Regions from separate parts of the Bombyx mori genome. Here region 1 is linked to region 2. The links are chromatin contacts, called in public Hi-C maps. All regions are on one chromosome and are shown on one strand. Each heading gives the region's core, a stretch centred on a gene start, on an enhancer-like site or on the middle of the called end of the contact. The rest is flanking DNA. Distances are from core to core; before and after follow the strand shown. Region 1 overlaps LOC101736543 (protein held out wings). Region 2 overlaps LOC101736332 (non-structural maintenance of chromosomes element 1 homolog).

What was found. Hi-C and Micro-C count contacts between places; a contact is called where the count stands out from the background.
Region 1: a contact with region 2 is called in a Hi-C map of whole pupa, with 7 times the contacts expected there. The contact joins two enhancer-like sites. A contact is called at or near these places in 4 of 7 Hi-C or Micro-C datasets (posterior silk gland, an unstated tissue and whole pupa).

What each region holds. Positions count from the first base shown.
Region 1 is chr6:9,308,149-9,314,293 of ASM3026992v2, forward strand. It overlaps LOC101736543 (protein held out wings), which reads left to right. Exons shown (of 8, transcript XR_005244788.2): 4 at 416-556; 5 at 1,635-1,755; 6 at 3,975-4,295; 7 at 5,763-6,145. Among protein-coding and RNA genes, the nearest start is that of LOC134199082, 19 kb to the left of the region's middle. Within about 2 kb of position 4,158, at least 4 of the 8 cell types and tissues checked have open chromatin away from gene starts, as enhancers often do.
Region 2 is chr6:9,258,895-9,265,151 of ASM3026992v2, forward strand. All of the region lies in intron 7 of LOC101736332 (non-structural maintenance of chromosomes element 1 homolog), which reads left to right. The region is part of intron 1 of LOC101736543 (protein held out wings); the gene reads left to right. Among protein-coding and RNA genes, the nearest start is that of LOC134199055, 16 kb to the right of the region's middle. Within about 2 kb of position 2,172, at least 4 of the 8 cell types and tissues checked have open chromatin away from gene starts, as enhancers often do.

The DNA.
Region 1 (6,145 bases), core at 2,908-5,407, 51 kb after region 2:
TAAACACTTACGTCACTAGCTGAACGATCCAGTCTTGTGCAATGTTATAAATGAAATTCGTTTTGAACAGACCTTTGATGTCAATAGTCTTTTGTGTTTACTTGACTATCCAAGTAAGGGATATAATTGTTGACTTTCCCTAGTATTTGTATGTTGTCACAAATGTATGCTATTTCTGGATCAAATTCCTCTAGCTTGAATGGTTTGGTCGATTTTAACATTTGAAATCTCTTTAGATTCATCTTATTAACGGGATTTACATGGCTTATGCATAAATCTATTAATATTTTGTCTGAAAATTTTCAACCTAATTAAATATAATTACGTACACATTATTTTATATTACTGTTTGTTTTGTTATACGCAGAACTGAATAAAAGTTAATTATTCTGTATGTTTTACTACAATATTCCAGGAAGATGCAAACAGGGGCAAACCCAATTGGGAACACCTAGCAGATGACCTCCACGTTCTGCTGACAGTTGAAGATACTGAAAACAGAGCCAAGATAAAGCTAGCGAGGGCCGTTGATGAAGTGAAGCGTCTCCTTGTGCCAGTAAGTATTCTACAAACTGAAATGTCATTACATGCTCTGTTGACATCAAATTCCAGAAAAAAAACGCTGCAAATATATTAATGTATCGTGATGACCAACACTCAATAATTAAGAAATATTTGGCATATTTTTATTTAGCATATGGGTCATAAGAGAGTAACTTAGACGAGTAAATTAAAGACTTAAAAATAATTTAATAATTTTTTTGTTGGACGACTCCATTGATTTCATCACAGTTTGGATGACCAGACAGTGGTGAAATCAAAAAGCATTTAGAATTCGGTGTTAGTGTTTCAGGACGTAAAAATATATGTAAAATATTGTAAGAAATTTTAATCTGTGTATGTAATTACTAATGTGAACTAATATTCCACATTTGCTCCAAATATGCGGTTGCTAAAAATAATGTATTGTTAATAATGTGTAAATGCGATATAAAATATAATAGAATTACATTCGGCATTTATAGGTATCAGACTAGGAGTTCTCCAAATGGAGAATATTTTGAACAAACTTTGAGACTAAGAGGGTACAAAGTAGCTATAGTCACATAACAAACTAACGAGGCGACCATTGAAATCACGTGGTGAAACTATTTCTAGGTTACACTGCTCGTCGTAAAACACTTGACAGTTGTTAACACATTATCTTAATGCAAAGGTTAAGATGTAGCGTATTTACGTGATATTTAATATAAATTAAATTTATATTTGCTATTACAGCGCGAAGTCCTAAGACGGAACATAAAAAAACTATTCAGGACACTATTGAATACGCATTATATTTATTTAAGGTCTGATTACGTCATCTGTTTGAATTTTAGAACATTATCTCATTTTTGCTAATGAAAAGTCTTATCCAAAAATAATACAATGTCATAAACTGAGATTATTGTTCTTTTTTTAATACAACACCCCAAAATCTTGTTTATTTAAATTCTACAACAAAGTTTGAACAAAACATAATGTATGTACTTTTGAGAATTATTTATAAAACTATCAAGGACATTACTCGTGTGTGTGTATACATCGTGTTCTTCAAATGAAATTTAAATATTTTGTTTAATCTTGTTTCACAGCAAGCTGACGGTGAAGATGAACTGAAGAAGCGCCAGTTGATGGAGTTGGCGATCATAAATGGAACTTACCGTGATTCCAGCTCGAAGGTGTCCGTTCCTGTGAACGGTCAGTGCCTAATAAGTATGGTCGCATTCATGTTTTGTCACTAATATTTAATCATAAGTCACTAATTATTTGCAATAGGAATTACCTATTTAATTAAGTTCAGTTATTAAATCCTCCATTAACGAACGTTTCGTAAAATTGACGTCGTCCCGAAACATCTTTTCGAAAATTAAATTTAAATGATTCGTCGGATACAGATAATTTAATAATTCCATAGACAATACCTATACGCGATTCAGACAATAAATGTTATAGTCTACGAAGGTGATAAAATTAAGTTTCGATTCTGTTTTATCACTTCATAACGTAGTGATGTGCGATTTTATAGTCTCGGAACTGGTATTTCCTATGATCAGCCTCGAAGTACAAAACCGATGCTGTCTGACTAGTCTAACTAGAATAAATGTCGCCTCGAGGAGTAATTAACTGAACGTTTAGTCCGTAACTCAGGTTGCTTGATGATGCTTCATCGTTTCCTGAGAAATTGAAATTATATAAATCGAAGAAAACTTATTTGATACTTTGTTTCGGAATGCAGAAACAATTCATTATTAACTACATAAGTATCGGTGTAATTTTTTTGTATTTTCCTTAGTACTCACTCAGTTCTTTTTTGTATACCTTAGCGGGATATCAGTTTGATCAAGTGTTTTCATCCGTCTCACGTGTTTTAATTAATCAATGTTTTCATAGCGTTTCCTATTGTAGCGACATGAGAATAAATTGAGCCTTTTGTTTGCCGAAGTGACTCATACAGGCGAGATGACTTAATTGATTTTTATGGCATGCTAGAATCAGTCCTCCGAGTTTTTACTGGACCCACTTCTCTTATCGTCGCTTGAGTAAGAACGTGCATTACTCGCATGATTGTTTCAAGCAACCGTCTGTTTGAAATTTGCAGTTATAAGTTTTTCTTTTTTTTTGGGTTTGTGTTATTGAAGTTTTATGAAACTGTCATTAACTATTATTTATCATTAAAAAAAAAGTGTTGGTTGGTGTAATATTTTTCAATGTGTGGAATAAGTTTATTTCACAGGTGCGAGGCGATGTGTTTTGTAATTAAATTTGTGGGTTTTGGTGGTAACAATGTGAGCTGAAACAATGTTTGCAATTCTACTTGTAATTTAAGTAATAATTTATTGGTGCATATTTTAATCGGTTTGATTTCACATTAATTAATCTCTGTCAAAATAGTTTTAAATTCTTGTTCGCTATTGCAGTTGGCATTAGTGATCTTGACTAGGTCTTAATGCTTTTTTAGTAATTAAGACAAACCTTGTGTCACTATGAACTATGTGGTTGACCTTTTACTCATAATATAATGGGCATTCAGGCAATAGTAATTCGACCCGTTTCCATACGAATGTAGTATGTTCATGGGTTTGATTATTTGGAAGAAGACGATAAATTCAGTGGCCATACTGCAAGCAATGAATATTTTTTTTTTTATTGCTTAGATCGGTGGACGAGCTCACAGCCCACCTGGTGTTAAATGGTTACTGGAGCCCATAGACATCTACAACGTAAATGCGCCACCCACCTTGAGATAAGTTGTAAGGTCTCAGTATATTTAATCACAAGCTTCTAATCTAATGAAGAGGCCCGATAATCTTCCATAATTATTTTTGATTTGACTAGTATTCAATAGTTGAAGTTAATTCAATACCTAGCTAAGATATGACAATTTTGACTTCGGTCCAATGTCTCAAAGTTCATGTATATAGTCTTTGTTACCCGTAAGCTTCGGTAACTCTGGTAAAAATACGATAAGGATCAATTCTATTTACCTACAAATAAACAACTGGCCATTACAAATATGATAACCGTGTAAGGTGTTCCGTTTTAATTTGGTTTGATAAATATTTAGGTATGAATTAATAATGTAATAAAAATCATACCCGGAAAATTATAATTTGCATAATTACTGGTGGTAGAACCTCTTGTGAGTTCGCACGCGTAGGTGCCATCATCCTGCCTATTTCTGCCGTGAAGCAGTGATGCGTTTTGCTTTGAAGGGTGGGGCAGCCGTTGTAACTTTACTGAGACCTTAGAACTTATATCTCAAGGTGGGTGGTGGCGTTTACGTTGTAGATGTCTATGAGCCCCAGTAACTTCTTAACAACGGGTGTACTGTGAGCTCGTCCAACCACAATAAATAAATAAATAAATAATGTAAACGGTGAACCGTAAAATATGCCCAAGTGGATAGTGAGAGCACTTAGACGAATCCGCAGCTGACGAGGAATGGCGGCGCGTTGCAGCGGCGGCAGCCGAGACTCAGCGTTTGCTGGCACCAGGGGGCGTGGGCGGGGTGGCCCTGCGCACTCCCGCGCCCCTCGGCGCGCCCCTCATCCTGTCCCCTCGCATGTCCGCGCCAGCTCAACCCGGCCTTCTCAACGGGGCAGGGGCGGGAGCGGCGGCCGGCCTGCTGTCTCCGGGCGAGCCCGCGCATCAGCTGATCTACGCGTCGCCCTACGACTACGCGAACTACGCAGCTCTCACCGCGGCCGCGAACCCTCTGCTCGCCACGGAGTACGCCGCTGCTGATCATGCCGGTGGGTTGTTCGCCCGTTGATTTATTCTATTAGGGTTATGGCGTCGCGCGTTCGCATTACACATAGCACGACACACGACACCCGAATAATCACACAACTGTAATTTTACATACGTATGTTACGCTACTGTCTATATTCGTACACTTTCTGATAGGAACTCGTACATATTGGATACACACGAGTATGCAATAGTATATTAATTATTGCAAATAGATGTACCAGTACTAAATTTGATTGAATCTCAAAATGTTAAAGTGTATTTCTATATAAGAATTAACAAAATTCATTCTTAAGAAATTCATTGAAAGTAAATTTTTTTTCCAACATTTCATTGGAACCGTCGAGGTTATACACACTTACACACATACAAAAACTATTCAACAATATGGTATGATTTTCTAGAACGTTCAATAATACGCTTCACAGCTTCGTGCGACGCCTTGTCGACTAAATGTTTACTCAGTAATGAATCTTTAGTCAAGAAGGTTATTAATTATGAAAAAAAAGATAGGGCTCTTCTTATTTAATAAAATAAAACACTAACGCAAAAAATTTAGTAGGAGCGTCTCAAAAATTTTATTAAGCGGTAGGGTACTTAGATCGTTATGTCTGTCCTGCTCGCGCAAAAAGTATTATTATAAAGTGAGAGCGGGATGTAAATAAATAGTTAAGTAAAAGGCTGATTGTGGAGTTTCTTGAAACTCCCACGTAGAAGACGTCCAGTGTAATCGTGAATAAATATCATACGCTTTAAAGAGTAGAAATAAAGAGCCATTAAAAATAAAATAACATAATAACAGCATGTTTTAAAGTTTGAACGCGATGTATTTTAAAATCAGTGAATGCTTCGATTTTTACCGAAACATCCGAATAAAATAATTAAAATAGGACCTTAATAAACAGCTATACGATTTAACACAAATTCCACTAATCACAGTCGAATGATAGATTATATTTGAATATCGTTAAAGCGACGGAATAAATTAACACGATGTTTTATATCGCCTCGTTGGTCTACATCAGTGTTTCCCAACCTTTTTTGTGCCATCCCCACTGTAACGTTTCTAAAATTGTTTATGCCCCCAATCCATACATAATTTTGAAACTTAAAAATGTTTTTTTGTTCACTTAAGAAACATAAATGATAGGTTTTAGAAATTTCATAGTGATCTATGAAATTGTTATCAGAACACAGTAAGTAATATTTCATATAAAAAATTGAAATTGAAATTCAAAATTAAGTTTAATACATATTTTCAACATTAATTTATTGCCATTGTCCCCCTTAATTATTAAATTGCCCCCTTGTCGGCCTCACGTTGGGAAACACCTGTCTAAATTGTGGATCTACCGCGAGATACCGTCGGAAAGCCTAACTTCATAACTTCTATTAACGATGTATTAACCAGTAACACATGGTGTGCGGCTCATGAACTGTGTGTGATATTATTTTGATCGGGTTTACAGCGTCGAGGTATCTGCTAGCTGGCTTTTGACATTGGCCGCTACAGTCACAGCCGACAATAAGATACGGCGTCCACCAAACGCCGTTACACACATCGCAACATTATTACCATACTCCGTTCACGTATTAAAATTAGCCTTCGAAATTCACGGGACGTTTCTTAAAGTCATATATAAAAGCCATGATCAATCTTTAGTGTAAGATTCGTTTTAATTAAGATACGACATAGCGTATTATAGCGTCTCGAAATATTGTTGTTTTCAAACTTTTTTTTTGTTGTACGTTTTTTTTTTCTGAAGAAATTTTGTTTTTGTTTTCTTTCGTTCAAAGATTATTTATTTTATTTCAGATTTTATTTATTCGTAGTAGTAATATAATTATTGTT
Region 2 (6,257 bases), core at 922-3,421:
AATAACTTGGACAACAAAAAAAAAAACAAAGGTTATTCGTCATCTTAAAATTATTCATTCAAATTTATATATTTTACATTGCCCACTTAATTTTTTTATGGATTATTAATTTATTCACCATCGAAATCTCAGATTTAAGTATCTGATTATTCAAAAATGTACCGCTCTTTTGTTAATTCATAAATTGGTTGATTTTGTTAAACTGGTTTCGATAAGCGTATTAAATTTAAATTGATACAAATAAAAAGTATTTAAACAAAACACGACTGCTCTTCATAGTTTTCGTATCGTGTGCTGTCAGCTCTGTTATTCTTGTTAGTGTTCTTGATCTGAATTATTGAACAAAACAGGTAAAACGCGAACATTTCGTGTAAACACGATTCCGATACTGCTATGCCAATTTCAAATTTCGGTCTGTTACTGTATTCCTGGCTTCAGACAATATTCATGTTACCTATTTGTTTTTGTTTGCCATTTAATTATAAAGACAATATATGAATAAAATTACATTTAAAAGTTAGGTTTCTAATAACTATAATTGGATTATAGCTTCAGAAAGTAATTAAAAATAAGCCTCAGTAGACTTTGTACTACTACTACTGCGCTGGCGCTATGGCCCCAAGAGAACTTGGCCTCCGACAATAAACATCGCCATTCGTCCCGTAAATATACATTCATATTAATTCATACACCTTTGTACAGTAAAATGTAATAAACACCAAATTTTTTTTTTTTTTTCAAATGGTTTGTCATTTAATAATTTTAATGACAAGTAAGCGTATCATTTATAACTTTTAGTGACGGTAAAATGGCTTAGGATAATTTTGGTAATGTTTCTGGTTTGAAAATCTCAAGCAAGCTGCGTGGGAGACAGTTTCAACCCGGCACGCACTATAAATACTCGGCTAGTCCTTATCCGTTCATCAGTAGATTCCTGATACGGTACTTAGTAGAAAGTATAGTTTTCAATAAAAATATAATAACATATTTCATACTCGATTTTCCAGTTGAGCGAAGAAACATATGTGCAAAATGTGGAGCGTGAAATACAACATTTTACAGTTACTTAAGTAGCAGCTTAAACCCAAACAAGTATAAGCTCGTGTTTTATCTTAATTTCTAAAAATCGATCTTTAATTTTTGTACCGTCCTTAAAATTTTACATGCTCCGTCTGAATACCGCAGTTGCGAGCCAACTACAAATTGTTTCGGCAAAGGTCAATGCCATCTTTAGGTTGGTTGATAGCAATTGAATCAGTTCCACTTGCAGTGAATTAATGTTGATTAACAGCGAATAGTGTGACATGACTGACTACTTTACTACTTAGAATCTGTTTCGTTTTACTCCTCTAAAGTTTTCATTTATGCATCCTATCTTATGTCGTCATTGGATTGATTTCTATTTTATCACTTCAATTCAACCCGACTGCTGCATCTATAAAACTCACTAAGTTAATATTATCAGATGTTTACTATGTTCCGCTGAAACTTTATACTCAAATTTTATTGCCATTTTCAAGATTGAAGTAAAAAAAAACATGTACGAAATATTTTCTGTGAAATTTGTTGTTCTTCTTTAGGTCGCGAAACGCAATTCGATCGTCCCTGATAACTTTCCCGCCACTAGGTCAGTTTTGCTTGGCTCGTATAACGGTACAATCAGGTTGTTGCCGTTCGCCGACATGTTATAATGCGATTGCAGTTTTAAAACGTTCATCGCGCTTAATACGATTCTAATCAAACTAAATTGAACTCTGCGCACCTGTAAAATATTGTTCAATTATTAGGCAGCAGAACCTTGAACTTGGTATTTGAATTCGCATACGCGATTGAACGTATAGTTTAATCGGTTCGCATAATCAGATTTTCCAAGAGAAATAGGTCGAATGCGCGGATCGTAAATGTTATAAAGGGTCATAAAGAAACCTTAACTCGTACTTTCGCTACGTTGTTGTCGACAGCTTGCTTATTTACTTAAATAACGCAAATTAATAGCACTATGTTGTTAATGTATTTGTCGTGAAGACTGAACAGCTTTCGCGACGTTTCTTCCTGTCCTTGTTTTTAAAACATCTTTATTGATTCATTGAAATAATGAACACATTTTACGCTTGAACTTTGCTGGCCTCCAGAAGATTTTTTTGGGGTTATCAGTGCTGGTTCGCGAAATGCCTGATTACGTAATTGATTACTAACTATGCTTACTGCAAACGTTTTGGGGTAAACCAGATGAACTCTTTAACACGCTAGTCATTGGTGTAATAATTCCTATGAAAATGATTGTTGGCGTAGATCTTACCTATTTGCCTTCGTATAGACACGTGTGGGGTTCGAATTAAGGCTGCTGTTACTACGGACGGATGATACGTTCACGAGGCCGGGGTCGCGCACCGGTATCTTCTGATAAATGAGTCGTCTATTATCAAAGGCGGCAATCTGTACATTTGGACAAAAAATTTTTATTGATATGTCAATACAGATTTATTTCAATATAATCGTCTCCTTCAAAGAATACGGTTCAAAACCTGCATTAAATAAAGGTTAATAGTTAACCTGTTATTTATCTAAGATGTCGTTCCGAAGAGTTTTGTGACTGCCAATGGAATACAAAGTCAATAATTCGTTTTTCTGATTTACCAATCATTGTCCAAAAGTCAGATTGCCGCCTTTGATAATAGTCGACTCAAATAGTCTGGCAGAATATTATGAAAGATGCTCGGGCCTTGCTTGATAGTATGCGTTATGACTGGCTAAATCCACTGTTACGTTTACAACGATTGAAGATATTACATTTCCAGGTCACGTGACTGAATCTTTAGTCAAAGCATGACATCATTTTCGGACACTAAAAGATTAGTAATAGTGTAAACAGTGTTAGGCGTTTTATGAGCAGGTCCGGAATATACTTAAGATATTTTGCTTTCTAAAGCAGTAGCTATTTATGGTTTTTATAAACTTTTTTATGACCAATGCTTGTGATTAGTAATTTTCTAGACGTGGACTAAGCAGGTGTACTAAATAGTAGGATATTTATATGTGTTATTATTATGTATAATATATTATCCCAAGAAACGGCCGTCTGGTGTAGTGGTAAGTGACATGGTCACTACACAAGGGGGTCGCGGGTTCGAATCCCGCCAAGGGAAGATATTTGTATGATAAATATAAATGTCTTTCCAGGGTTATGGGTGTATATTAAATATATGTAAGTATGTGTATAATAAAAATATTATATTTATTTCCGTTATCTGGTACTTGTAACACAAGTTCTTTACGAACTTATCACGGGACCAGTTAACGTGGCGTGATTGTTAGTAAATATTATTATATTATTATTATTAAAACAAATGGTCATCAAATTGCACTGCCATTTCTTAAAATCCAAATATAAAAGCTTAAAATAAAGTTATGGTAAGAAAAACATATTCTAGTTTCGAATAGCAATACACAAGATGTGTCACAATTTAGCAACAAGAACACTTTATTAAAATTCAAGACACCATGGATACGAAAGCATAATAACATCTGAATAACTGTACCCGCACGCGAGTCCGCTGTAATAGAATAAGAGATCCCTGTTGTTATTCGAATTCCTTTGGTGGATGACGTCATTACGCTCGGGAAACGCTGAGGTAATCTACAAAGGTCTTTTTAAAAAACCCGTACAGGTATGCTTAGTTTTTACTCAACAGACTACAGAATAACATTAGTCATTGAAAATTTTTTAATTCGTTTAACATACGCTGTTCGTATATCGTAAGGCTTAGTGATGTCACGCTTGCCCGGCGTTTTATGTCCGTTCGAATACTGCGCCTATAAATACATCAATTAAGATTTTGATTTACCGCGACGTAATCAAGGTTTGTGCTGAAGTACATTTGGCCGTTCTGAGCCTGAACGAATATAATTTTTTGTGAAGCTTTTGCAAGTTGACGCATTTGACGAACTTTTATTTAAGATTTTTCATTTAATTCACGCCAATAGTTGATCTCTAAACGTTGCCCAATAAAATAAACCTATCGATCGGTAAATAGTTTTGTCATACAGTAATAATACCAACTGGTGATACAGAAAGAGCCTTTTATGACGTCTACTGGAAGTGATGTATTGGGGTTATTATACGCCAATACCACACGGACTGTATGAAATGCCTCTAGGGCTATGGTTCAGGTGTCATATAAATCCGTGAATTAAAAGCTTAAGTTTTTTATTAGCACGAAAGAAACAAAAGTGTACAAAATTTTTAAGTCCACAAAATTTAATTTCTGTCTGCTTAAAATGTGTAATGGATTTTACATCACCATTTTATTTGTCTCGTTCGGTGTTACTAAAGTACAGTTAACTTCAAAGACATTATACGTCCTCTTGAAAAACAATTCACGCGTTGCACAACATTTTCTTCCACACATCGAGACAAAGGGATGACCGTTAGTGGCTTTTACATTTCTGTTTGTAACATGCGATGCATAGTCTTTACAATCGCTTTTCTTGTTTCCTGTCGTTCTACATTTATCGTTAATGTACTGTTTATTGTTGAATGCTGAAGCAGGTATGCCGTTATTTACTTCATTTTTAAATGAACTCGGGATAAAGTTTCCCTTAACTCCTCGAGTTTACTTCAAGTAAGTTCAAGTAGATTTTAAGGAGCACTTCATTTCAGAACTAATATTATACTTTAACTGAAAATTCAAGAAATCTTGATTAAAAATCGTTTTTTTGCACGGTATGGATAAATGTGGTTTGATTTTTTTATATACAAGCGGTGCTTGGTAAGGTAAAATTACTAATTTTAATGTTAACATATATAATTTAGCGGTAATAGTTATGAAACAAAACCGCTACTATCCGTAACAATATAACAATTGTATTTCTATTGTGCTTTTAACCGCAAGTCTCGTGCATTGTAAGTAAATTAAATGACCTGGGATTTCTAAAGAATCCTCAACATTAGACCTAAACATGGTGATTTCAGAATCTGAATTACAATAAAGAATTTCCACAATGAGTACTGTTTTATTATTCGAACCGACATTGAATTCAATTGCTTCGCTAATAAAATCTATTTTTGGTATTCGATTGTTTATAGCATCTGTTAAGTGCGTCGGCGTTTCGAGTTGTAGCAGACGTCTCGTGTTTCAGAAGCGTGATACATATCGCATGCAACCGTTCTTTGTGGCGATCTGTGTGTTTACCTGATCCTGTAGACCGAATGGCAAACCGTCGACGTCGCCCAAAACACGTCATCACGGATCCTCCTGATCCATTAACGGTGCTTTTAGGCACTACAAGCACCGGTCACCGTCCTCGTCGAACCTGTCGCTCGCGACGAAGGGCTCGACGAGCGAATTAACCCACAGACACAGCCCACTGAGTTTCTCGCCGGATCTTCTCAGTGGGTCGCGTTTCCGATCCGGTGGTAGATTCTGCGAAGCACTGCTCTTGCTAGGGTCAGTGTTAGCAACTCTCCGGTTTGAGCCCCGTGAGCTCACCTACACACGCTGAAATACCCTTTCAAGGGCATCGGTAGGAAAATAAAAAGAAATCGATCTGTGTTAGTATGTAGGTACCTTTAGTGCTAACTTCGATTGTGAATAATGTAATTAAAACTACATTTACGCGTTCACATATATTTTCATTTTATTACATCCGATGTTTCGAATCCTTTGCAGTGTCTGTGTTCTACGACTGACTAGTGTGTGTTGTCTACGATTCGCGAAAATCGAAGAATGTGTTCTTGCTTTTTTTTTTATTGATTACATGGGTGGACGAGCTCACAGTCCACCTGGTGTTAAGTGGTTACTGGAGCCCATAGACATCCACAACGGAAATGCGCCACCCACCTTGAGACATAAGTTCTAAGGTCTCAGTATAGTTACAACGGCTGCCCCACCCTTCAAACCGAAACGCATTACTGCTTCACGGCAGAAATAGGCCGGGTAGTGGTACCTACCCGCGCGGACTCACAAGAGGTCCTACCACCAGTAAATATAAATGACGTTAACTATTTCATTTGATCTCAAGAACATTTAATGTGAAAATATTGTAACCAATATAACACCAAATATACCACAAACAAGTGGTATAGCTCGAATATTTAAAACTGAAGCTTTAATACTAATATTGGATCAAAATAAACTAACTAAGTAACATATATGGTACATAACTTATTCGGTATGAATTAAATCGGAGCTTTTAAAGATAATGATGATTCATTTGTTTGTAGATCTCATTAACTAATCTGATGAATTTAAAATTTT